Regions from separate parts of the Arabidopsis thaliana genome. Here region 2 is linked to region 1. A link is a contact called in public targeted proximity ligation data. All regions are on one chromosome and are shown on one strand. The core of a region is the stretch at or near the end of the contact, and the rest is flanking DNA. Distances in the headings are between cores, read along the strand shown. Region 1 holds the start of NPQ4 (Chlorophyll A-B binding family protein). Region 2 holds the start of AT1G44810 (DNA-binding storekeeper protein-related transcriptional regulator).

Region 1 (6,031 bases), core at 2,013-4,512:
AAGTTCCTAACATGTACTTTAACATATTAGTTTTAAATTCTGTTTGATTTATCAAAAAAAAAAACTATGATGAAGCTGTTCTAATTCCACAGTTTTTTTCTGTTAAGAGATGCTAGATGATATCAATCACCTAGTCACTTAGGTGTAATAAAACTATATATAATCAGAAAATTCCAAGTTAAAAACAAAAGGATATAAGTATTACAACAATTTAAGCTGTCCATTTCCTTTTGTCTCAACATGAAGAGAAGGTCACACACTCTCTACTAAATTTAAGTACATGATAATTTAGCTTTCTTCACCATCATCGGTGATGAATTTTCCATTACCAGGATTAATGGCAGCGAAGAAGAAGAAAGCAACGTTTAAGAGGACAAGTGGTTCGATATCTTGAATTGGTATACCGGTCTCAATGTTGAGTTGAGCTAATGCTCCTTTCCCGGTAATAATCTCTCCTATCAGTGAAAATGCTATTCCCAACTGTGCCAATCTTCCTACGAATAACTCGTTCGCCTTCGTGAACCCAAACAATGGACCTTCACACAACAAAACAACAAACATATTCAAATTTATTCAAAACATTAGACCAAGCAACTCTTTAAGTAATCTCATATTTGTATCTTTTTTTCTTTTCAGAAACACTATTTTATTTAAGTTAACGGGAAGAGACTCTCTGCTAGAGAAAGCCATTCAGGAACCAATGTGCTTACATGGGGGAAAAAGATAGAAATTGATAACGATAAATAATCTATCAGGCCAACGATAAATAAATAAACATTTAGAGATTATTTTTGGAGATTGACAGTTCCATGCTAGTATCTTTTGTCTCACATTTGTATCTTAGGATAACGATAAATAAACATAAAGCCGATCCGGACACTACACTTAGGCCAATTCAGTTATACTAGTTACTATAGTACTCTATCAGGTTATATTATTTGCATTGGTTGTTCAGAGCAATGTCATTGTAACAAAGATAGAAATAGAAATGTTGAGAGATACCTTGTTCTTTGAGACCGAGGGCAGATCGGACGTTTTTGCCGGGAGGAATGACGGCTTTCTCGAGCCCGGTGGGAGGATCGTCGACGAATTTTCCTCTGTCTCCGAGAGCTCCAATGGCTCCCAACAGAGTGAACAAGATGAAGAAGAGAAGCAATGGCTCTGCTTCGTAAATCGGTATCCCTGTCTCCAGATTCAGCTGAGCTAATATCCCTTTTCCCGTCAACGCCTCACCAAGCAACGATGCCTATGCATAGAAACACAGCTTTCATACTAAAGCTTCTTTCTTGGAAGATAAGTTAGTGTATTTCATAGAGGGGACTTACAGCGAAACCGATCATAGCAACACGACCAACGAATAGCTCATTCGCCTTTGTGAAACCAATCCCACCAGACGTTCCAAAGATGCCATCCTCAACCTTGCTCTTCGGCTTCTCAACCTAAAATGTATATGAAAATCTTAACATTACCATCAAACACACAAGAAATGTTCCTTGTGGGACAAGTAAAGAGTATGTGAAAACCTTTTTAGGAGCAGCTTTGGTTTTGGGTTTGAAGAGAGCGAGAGGAACGAATGATTGTCTCCTAGATGGTAGTGCAACCGGAGAGTTTCCAGAGAGGAAGAGATGGTGAACTTTGGGCTGAGCCAAAGGGCTCTTGTTCCTCAAAAAATGGCCGGCGGTGACGCCTGAAGTAAGCAGCATGGTTTGAGCCATTCTTTCTGAGGATGAGAGAAGGATCAGTGATGTGTTTTGTGTTGTGTTGTGGAAGTGAAGAGATTAAAAGATATAAGGGAAATCTATTGATGGGCTTAAAGTGCGTCCACGTCTCCCAATTGTCCTTTCCATACTCTCTATGTGGTGAACTGGAGATAACGTTTTTGTGGAGAAAAATAAATCTATCAATATAATAGTTTTTAAAAAATTTAGATACACTTTTTAAAAGTTATACTTATTTAGACAGTAAACAAAAAAACAAAATAAATGTCATATTCAAAGAACCATTTATGACGAACTAATAACTCCTTCTAATAAAAATATAAAATATTTCTTTCAAGAAAATCATATTTTGGAACTAAAATCCAATTTATGTATTGATGTAAATGAATTGTGTCTGGTCAAAACTAAAGAAACATACTCATAGAAGATTCACGTCAAAAGGGTATGTTATACTAGCAAAGTACATACTAATGGAACTGGTACATTAGATATTACAAAAACGAAATGGCTTAATTTTTTTTATAATATGTATATAAATAAGAACACCTATATTGAAAAAATTCACATCAATTACATATTTTGTAAAAAATATTATATTTGAAAAATATCTAATTCTTTTTTAATATAGCCAGAGCCGGGCACAAACACAAGCGGGCTAAACCCAAACTTACGGTCGCAAATAGTATAAAAACAATTTTGGCTTCATATTTTCGTATTTGTTAGGTAGTCTAGTGGTAAAGACTGGTCCGAAAGAATCTTCGACACTTAGGTTCAAATCTTTAGTTTTTTCGGTTTTGTTAAGGGCTGATTGGTTCTCCCTCTACCACCCATAAACGCAGCGTTTGCGGTTGGTAGCGGTTATTAGCGATTGGAACCAATCATAGAAACCGCTAGATATCGCTTTGGACCGCTCAAAATTGCCAATTTTCAAAAGCTCCTTCCCGCAAGCGTTTGCGGTTGCGGGCGGTAGCGGTTAGATTAAAAATAAAAAAATAATCTATTTTTAGTTAATTAAAATAATTGTGGTTTCCACCCAAACCCTAATCACTATAATTAAAATAATCTAATCTTTTATATATCTTATTTTTATTAGAAAACCCTAATCAATATATTGTAACTCTATTCTCTCAATTATGGCATCCGATGAAAATCAAAATCAAGAATCAAACATAAGTATCATCTATCATTTTATTCACTCATTAGCTAGTGTAATTCTTTGACTATTTCATGGCATCATTGTTTTTATTTTATTTTGTATTCTTTTGAGTTTTTTGATTGAATACATGTTTCGATTTGTTTTCTCGATTAGAAAATGTTTTAGTCGGACGAGATGATATATTGTATTTTTATTTGGTCAGAAAATCAATTTTTCTAATATATTATATTTTTATTTCTTTTAATAGTAATATATTATATTTATTTTGGTTATTTTTTATTTAATTACTATCGCACCGGCTGGTTTATCAGTCATAAAACTCCCGCAAACGCACCTATTATCAAACGCTCAACCAGTCGTTCAAAATGCTTGATAACGCTTAAAACCGTGATCGCCCGTTTCCGCAAACTCCCGTAACCGCAACCGCACCCGCTTATAACCTTAAAATAGTTAGGGACGGTAAAAACTTGAATCGAGTAAAAAACATTTGAAACTACAAATACTCGCACAACACTCAGAAAGGAATAATTTTTGGTGTTTAATTAGTTTTCTCGATGAGAGACGTGTTTGAACTTTGGACACGAACACCTCATCTCACATCATGACAAGCGGGTTTAGGCATATTTGTTTTCTTTCTATGAGTCTCATTAAAGTTATAATTTAAACACAAAACATTGTCTTCTACTAAAAAGTTCATTATTTTGTAATTTAAATTGTATCAATTGAACAATCATCATATATATTCAAAATGGACATATAATATTTAAATATCATAAACTTTCATTTTAATTTTAATTATATGTACATACATTAAACCCCTATTTTGAAAACAATTTCACATCAATCACACCTTCTTCTTTTTTTGGGCAACTCACATCAATATACCTTTTAAAAAAAAATATTACATAAAATCCCTAATAGTTTGAGAAAACCTGATTGACTCGATTCGAGTCAAAAATATGTGCGACTTATAAATTGCTCGCAACACTCCGAAAGAGTATATTTGTAGTAACAAGTAAGTGGTGTTTAATTAATTGTCTCCATGTAAGACGTGTTTGAACACGAACTGCTCATTTCACGTTATTACAAAACAAGTGGGCTTAGGCATATACTTTGGGAACAAACCTAATAAGTAAAATAACAATAATGTGACATGTATTTTTGGATGTTTTTACATTTTATTTAATCAATTAGAAAATAGTATTTTTCTCTTTAACATGTTATAGTTTTATGTTGGCGTGTATCTGTTAATGAACTTTCAGATTAATGATTTTCGAGTATAGATTTTATTAATTTCGCTAGGACGCTATGTGATAATTTATACATTATCATAGCAAATAGCCAAATAACATGGTACACATAACATAATATGTCACAAAGAAATACAGTTAACTTACTAGGAAACACATATATTTCTATCTACTGCCGTTTCATTTATCAGAAACGTGGGGACGGAGACATCGGGTAAACATCCTCAAGATATTTCAAAATCTAGAGAACAACTAGCTGTTGATCGAGGACAGACTGGTCCGGCATTTCACCAATTTTTATGATGCATTTGTATTGGGTTTCAAATTTTTGAATCGCATTTTGTTAAGATTTTTGTAAAAAACAATAGACCCCAAAATAAGGGAAAAACCGACGCATAGATCAAATCTTTAAGTTCAAGTTCGATTCTAATCCATAAGGCTCTATAACTTAGCGTTTGCATAGTTATAACACAATATTCATTTGTGAGTTAGGTTCAAGCAATTATACGAAATTATGCTAAGTATAAAATACCTAAGATCATGTATTAGGTGGTGTGCGAGACATACATGCATTAAGATCAAACTCAACTAGAAAGAATAGTATAAACGATCAAACAAAATCATAGAAACTGCCAACCTAAACCAGATTTAACATCCCCATGAATCCCTTTTGAAACTCCCTCAAACCCAACTAGTGATCTACTAGCTCATGGCAAAAGAGCGAATTAAAAGTTGGGTTGAGTAAACCATAAGAAAAAGAAGAATAAGTCTTAAAAAGGGTTTAGAGATTACTTTTTTGAATGTAAAATACAAGAGGCAAAGCTCCACCTTAGAGAATCTTATACAAAATGAGAGAGAGAGAGAGAGAGAGAGAGAGAGAGAGAGAGAGAGAGAGAGAGAGAGAGAGAGAGAGAGAGAGAGAGAGAGAGAGAGAGAGAGAGAGAGAGTTGGTGTTCTTCGAGCTTGAAGGTGCGGTGGCGAGTTAGCAGCTCTCGGTGTCGGCGGCAGCTAGGGTTTGCTTGTTGTGAAGACGCACCTACGGTTCGGGCATAGAACGAGTATTTATACTTGGGGCTAAGAATTAGGTATAGGGGTAAGAACGTCAATTCCGCCGGTTTGAGTAAGTGATCATGCCGAGTAGTGGGATTCATGGTAAAGCCTAATGACGGTGACACGGAGAGGAAGGGTTTAGGCGTGAGCCTAGTGGTCGGTGGCAAGCTTGAGGAGCTGCCCGGGTTCAAGTCTCTGGGGGGATGCTTTTTGGATTATTATTTTCCAAACGGCCGATTTGTGGGATATGTCCACTCTTCGGGTCATATCTTCTATTGCTTCGATTAGACTTTGATGTTAATCTTGACTCTTCTAGCTTTCTTACATACCGAGATATCTTGTTGTTTTGATCGAGAAGACCTCGGCCGGATGCTAAACTTCTGAAGTATTGGAATTGATGATCTTTTGATACTTTTTGCTCCGAAACTCTTAAAACTTTCGTAACTCCTAAAATACGTGTTTCTTCTCTTCTTGGCTCTAGAATAACACTAAATTCTCTATGAAATATAAGAAAACAATAGCTAAAATGGACTAAAAACCGTGTTATTAGTGACGTTTTTTGTGTTTTCGACAAATGTCCATTTTCGAAACAATTCACGTAAACGTTTCCGTGAAGGGGCTAATTGCCCTTTTCAGACATATTCCTATAGTCCTATCCACGTAACTGAATTAGGAGAAAATTAAATTTACCTATTCTAAAAAAGCCTTTTTCAAAAACATGTTTTTCACATAAGCTAAATTTCCACAAGTTCGTGCCGTCTTTCCCAGACTAAACCATTTACCAAAGAAATGCAAAAGAAGATAAAGTGTTAATCTTTCGTTTGGTCAAAACTAAAAAGTGGGTATCTGTCAAAGTG
Region 2 (6,031 bases), core at 1,462-3,961, 53 kb before region 1:
AAAGAAAAATACACGAAATAATAAAATTATGTAATTTAAAATTTAAAAAATTAAATATTGTTATTTTTAATTAAAAAACAAAAAAAAAGCATTTAATTATTTGGGTATTAAATTGCACAGTTTTATTATTTCGTGTATTTTTTTAATCAAAAATAATTAGATATTAAATATTCAAATAAAAATTAGTTGAGTTTTTTTTAGGTTTTTTCCCTTTTAAAAAATATTTACAAGGATTTTTTGAAAGATTTAAAAGGGGTTTGAAAGTATTTACATGTGTATTGAAAGACTTTATAATGATTTTAATAGATTTTAAAATGATTTACAAGTGTTTTTAACAACTTTACAAAGCTTTTAAAATGCTTTGAAAAAACTATACAAGGACTTTTAAGAGTTTTTTCAAAAATTACAAAAAATTTTAAATACAAGTTTTGGCGGGAATTTATTTGGCCGGAAAAAAAAAATTGGCGGAAGTAATTTTCAACCTCTCTTCACCAAAAGCCAATTTTTTAGCTAGGTAGATTGCCTGAAGTGTTATAAGGGATGAATGGCTCACCTCATATCTTGCGCTAGGAGGTCCAACAGGGCTTGACACATTAACTTCACAATATTGAACTATTTCTAAACAATATAATCATCCAATATTGCCTAAAAGATACCATCAAGTCCATCTGATAAACTTAGGCCCAAAGTAAAGAAATCCCAATCCAGAAAACTATTACTCTTTGAGGAAATAAGCTGAAAAAATCCAATGCAGAGACTAAGAGACACGTGTGAGGCTATTAACCAATGTTGAGACACGTGGGTAGATGAATCAAATGTCGACGCCGGTCATCGTCGATGTAGAAAGCGACCTAAGGAACCTTCAAAACTACCGGAAACCGCTAGAGCTTTTAAACAAAAGAGGGTTAAGGAATTACAATTCTAAATGTAAAAATTGAAACGCAAAAGAGTCCAATCACATCGAATATAAAGAAATCGAGGGAAAAAGCATAAATCTAAACCGAAAAACAATCCGGCCAAAAATAAAAGAGACACCGAAGATAAGCGGTGAAACTCTAGATCTTAGCTAGCCCACCATTGCTATAGAAGCCACCGAAATCTAGACGCAAGCCGACCACCACCGTAAAGAGAAATGGGCAGTGTCAGAACGAGGGCCAGTCTTACGTTGTCAAAAAGATAAAATGTCACCGGACAAAAGTCTAACATATACATTATAGACGTTGCGGCTCTTTTCACAAGAACGATTATGTTAGTTTCCATATACATTACATGCAAATAAGTTATAATTTTCGGCCGCGGACCGCTGACGCAACGATAACGAAAAGAATAGGGCAATATCAAACTGCAGTTTATACCACATAATATTTACATCAAATTATAACTTCGACTGCAATTCAACCTTGAAAACACCTTTTACCAGTCGGAGCCATAGCTTACAAAGTCTTAAGTTCATTACAACCATCGACCAAAAGGCTTACAAAGTCCAAAGTTCTTAAGTTCCTTAGCTAATTCTCACACAAGAAACAAAAAAAGAAGACTAATAAGAACCAGAAACATAGATGAGAAACATATATCCTACGATAAATAACAAAAGAGGCATTACATCTCCATTAAACCTAAACAATCCAAGTCCTTCTTCTTAGATAGTTTCAGCAATCACAGAAGCCACCTCCTTCAAAACATCTATCTTCTGCGACAACAACTCAAGTTCCTTAGCCTCCACCATCTTCATCTTCTCTTCAATCCTCTTCTTAGTCTCCTTAGACACCTTACTCCATTTCCACTTCACAATACACTCATCCACACCAAGCCTCGCAACAACCCGAACCAAAAACGACTTCTCAAACCAATTCGACGTCTCCGAATCTCCTCCAAGAACCACCACTTCCTTACCATCAAGTCCCCAAATAGACTTAGCCAATCCCAAACATTTCTTATCATGATCCAAGTCTAAACCTTTCTTCTTCCTTACACCAAAATACTTCTTCTTTAAACCTCTAATCTTGTCACCGAATTGGATCTTACTAACATCAAAGCTTATGTATCTCTTAGCAATATCAAAAAACCCATTCATATCATCATGAGCACTTGTACCTGTCTCAGCTTTGAAATCAATCATACCTTGTAACAGAGAGATCTCATCTTCTTTAGTCCATAAACTCTGAAATTTTTTGTTATCGTCATCTCCTGAAACTTTCTTAGCTCTTTTGATGTCCTTTGAGCTAGTTCCTTCACTAGCTCGCTTCGTCCCTGATGAATCAGTACCTTCTTTCTTCTTCTGACTGGTTAAGACGATTGGCTTATCTGAGTCGGAATTTGTCTCAGATCCAGAATCGAGAGTTGGAGCCTCGGTGGAAGGAGAATTTAGGGTTTGAGTGGAGAGATCTTTGAGTTCGTTTTCTTCTTCAGAAGAAGAAGAATTGGAGATATGTTCTTTTTCATCTTCTCCTGATGAAATCTCTTCGTCGACGTCTTCGCTTGAAGAAGCGGTTGGTGGATCTTCAAGAGGGTTGAGAAGTTTCTTGTTCATCGGAATTTTCGAATTCTCGGTGTGATGAAGAACAGAGAGAGTGAGAGAGAACAGAGAAGTTACGTAATAACCCTAGATGGGAAGAAGGTGAAGAACAGAACAACAGTTGGGTTTAAGAGTTTGGGCTTTTGTGTATTAAAGTCAGGCCCAACCAAATTTTGTTTGCTAATCTATAACTCTTTTTTTTTTTTTTTTGGGTAAAATTGCTATCTATAACTTCTTCTTCTTTAATTTTGTCTTGAAATTGTCTTCTTATGGTTCAGTTAATTTAATAAAATAACAAACTAAAAACATGTGTAAGAAAACAGGAAGAAGAAAAAATTATTATTGCATGTGTTATGTGTATATATATATACTCCCTCTGTTCATTTTTGTTCGATTGTTTAGGAAAAACACATATATTAAGGTAATCATATTAAAGTTGATTTTAAATGTTTTATTTTTTGTATTTTATAATTTCTTATAACTTTAAACTAATGATTTTCAATTATTTTTATTAAAGTTTATAATTCATCAATAATAACTAATAAATATTGCATTGAAAATCTAAAAATCAACCTTTTGAAACAAATTTTCCTAGAAAATAAAAGAAAACTGAAGGGAGTATATATCAAAAACGATATAAAAGTTTTTCACATTCAATAATTTATGTAAATGAATTACTAACTTAGTGAAGATAATGTCATGATTTTTCAAGATACATGATAACAATTCAAGAAATCTTTTTTTTCCTCGGACCCCATATTTAAAGAAATGAAGAAAGAAAAGTGAAGATGTTTGGCTAATGTTGGTGAGTATGATGAAGCCTCAAGAGTAACAAAGAAAGAGAAGAAGATGGGAACAAACACATGGAACTCCACTCTCACTTTCAAATATTTGTGTTGAGCCCTGAAAGATTACACTCATGCAAGTAGGCATCTATCCACTCTCTCCCATAATTGAAACTTGCGTCACCATTCACTTTCTCATTTTGTATATTTATTTTGACCAAATCATATCCTTGTCTCACAATTGTTTATTCAACTTAAGATCTATAATTATCTTACTTTACTAGCTAAATTGTTCATTTTCTTGTTCATATTCACAACACCAAACAAATGATACTAAACAAGTATCTTACTTTACTAGCTAAATTGTTCATTTTCTTAGACAAAAAAAAAACATGAGTTATTAACCTCGGTTTTTAGTTTTTGCACTTTCGTTTTCACTTAGATCTAGTACATATTTCTATCTTAAATGAACATATACAACTCTTAACATCTTAACCAAGATTATTTTGCTTATCAAAAATGTAAATGCTAAACGTAAATGTTTGCTTTTGGTGTGTGTGCGTTTGCACTTTAATATATTTTTGGAAAGGTTAAAAATAGTTTCTATGTCAAACAAAGCATTCACATGTAAATGGTGCAAAAAAACAAAAAAAAAAAATCATGAAACAATTGAGGCGTATGTTGTATCTCTAATTCGAAGATGGGTGTGGTTAAAAAAAAACGAGGGCCAAATATTATATAATTTTTTATTCTCTGTTTTACGTTTTAATATATCTTATTTAAGTAAATACTCTTAGCTACAATATTTAAGAACACATCATTTATAATTTAAAATTTTTAGTTGAACATTTTCATGTAAAACTAAAGTTTGGTTCGCAAAAAAAAAAAAAATCTTTCTCTAATTTAAATTCGTTCTATTTTTACGATGATTTTGACCTCGATTTTGTTATTAGCGTTAAGCAATCATCAAAACAAATCTTGAATCCATACATTTTTATCCATTAAATTAGTAGTAACAAAGATTTGATCACATTAATATGTCCAAGCTAAAGGTCATTAGAAATGGATACCAATTCTTGACGAAAACGAAAATTTCCTCATTCTTCACACGCGTATATTGATAAGCCAAACATCATGTGAATAAAGACTAATAGAAATCAACTAAGAGAAACAATAAAGTTTCACTGACGTAATTAAAACAAGATAAACCGAGAATAATAATTTTTATGAAAAGTAGACAAAGAAAGTAAGAAACAAGATGGTTCCCAAATTTGGGCATCCCACTTACCTCTGTTGGAATCCTAATTCGAGAGCACCACCTTCTCTAACTTCTCTTATTTCCCCCACTCAGCTTCTCCTTCTACATAATTCTCCATTGCCCCTCTTTTTAAAAATTTTACGTTTCCTTCTACTAAAAACTTTCTAAGGGAATAAAGCTAAATATTTTGTTTTCAATTTATCTAAATAGTTGGAACATTCTTTGAGCAAATACAAGAGTGTGTTAGATACTATATAACTATAAAATTCAGTATTGGTATTGTTAGGATTTGATGAAGTTAAGACTTAAGAGTCCCACACTCCTACATATCAAGATATGAAATGATTATGAATCTTTAATTAAAATTACAAACGTAAAATTGATAATGTCTTTACTCATTTTACCTATAATAGACCATGTTAGTTCAGTAGCTATATGAACTATCTACGTGTGTCAAATATGATGTTATACATGTCATTCTATATTATATGTATTCGTACGTTGTCTAACCCCATTCACTCCTTAAAAAGCAAATGTATAGTGTGGAATTAAGGAACGAACAACAAAACTTCCACTCTAATCGCATTTTGTTAATCCGTATATTTGTTTCTTTATTCAGAAAGAATTTTAGTTGACATTGAGGGAACAAAACAGAAAAAAAAAAACAATCAAATCTTCTATAAGAATATGAATAAGAATAATTGCTGACAAAAAATTTGTGAAATATCACATCTTACATATAGCAACCATCGTATCGTATCCTTAGGTCACATGTATCTAAAACTAGACATATCGAAGCTGAATATCTTTATCACCAGATCATGTTCCCTCAGTGTATATATATGCCACATTTATAAAAGAAAAAAGGTTTTACGTTTATAAATAACCCTTTTAATTATCCATAATCTTTTCTTTTCGTTTTTTGTTCACATGCAATATCCTTTTTTTATTGTTGAATTTTTGCTTGATATAGATCCTGTTTATTTTACTTCAATCTTTTTAGTCACTTGCGAATACACACACAAACACTGAATTCTATATTTAACCAGTATTTTCGGTTAAAATTACATTTTTCAAAGAAACTTTCTATCGACTTTCATTGGTTTTTTACTTAACCAAAATAAAACCGTAAATTATGCAAAAGACTAAAATGTTCTTTTGAAAATAAGCCTTGAACGACCGATATAGTTCGTAGTGACGATAACTCCACTGAATCTTTTAAACGACAACGTAGGAGTCGCGTTGTCTTTTCCTCTCTCAGAGAATCACATATCACCCAAAGTCCCCAAGAGAAGCCTCTGGTGCCGACATAGAGTTAACATAACTTTCTTATCAATCTTGGTTCTTCTTTTTTTTTCCTCAATAATCAACATTGATATATACAAACCTGATTACATAAACGTTCAACAGTTTCTTATATGATCGTACATGTAGTTAGCAGAATCGTCGTATATATCACTACGAATTCAAGCC

Evidence for each region.
Region 2: a targeted proximity ligation map of shoot shows a contact between it and region 1, with 10 read pairs. A contact is called at or near these places in 2 of 26 Hi-C or Micro-C datasets (leaf and root), 1 of 2 datasets of targeted methods (shoot) and 1 of 3 other capture datasets (seedling).

Annotation. Positions count from the first base shown.
Region 1 is chr1:16,867,452-16,873,482 of TAIR10.1, reverse strand. It overlaps NPQ4 (Chlorophyll A-B binding family protein), which reads right to left and starts at 3,262. Exons shown (of 5, transcript NM_001333231.1): 1 at 3,209-3,262; 2 at 1,524-1,864; 3 at 1,326-1,439; 4 at 1,003-1,246; 5 at 59-536. The coding sequence starts at 1,715. The coding sequence ends at 289.
Region 2 is chr1:16,920,120-16,926,150 of TAIR10.1, reverse strand. It overlaps AT1G44810 (DNA-binding storekeeper protein-related transcriptional regulator), which reads right to left and starts at 2,711. Exons shown (of 1, transcript NM_103562.3): 1 at 1,330-2,711. The coding sequence starts at 2,530. The coding sequence ends at 1,640.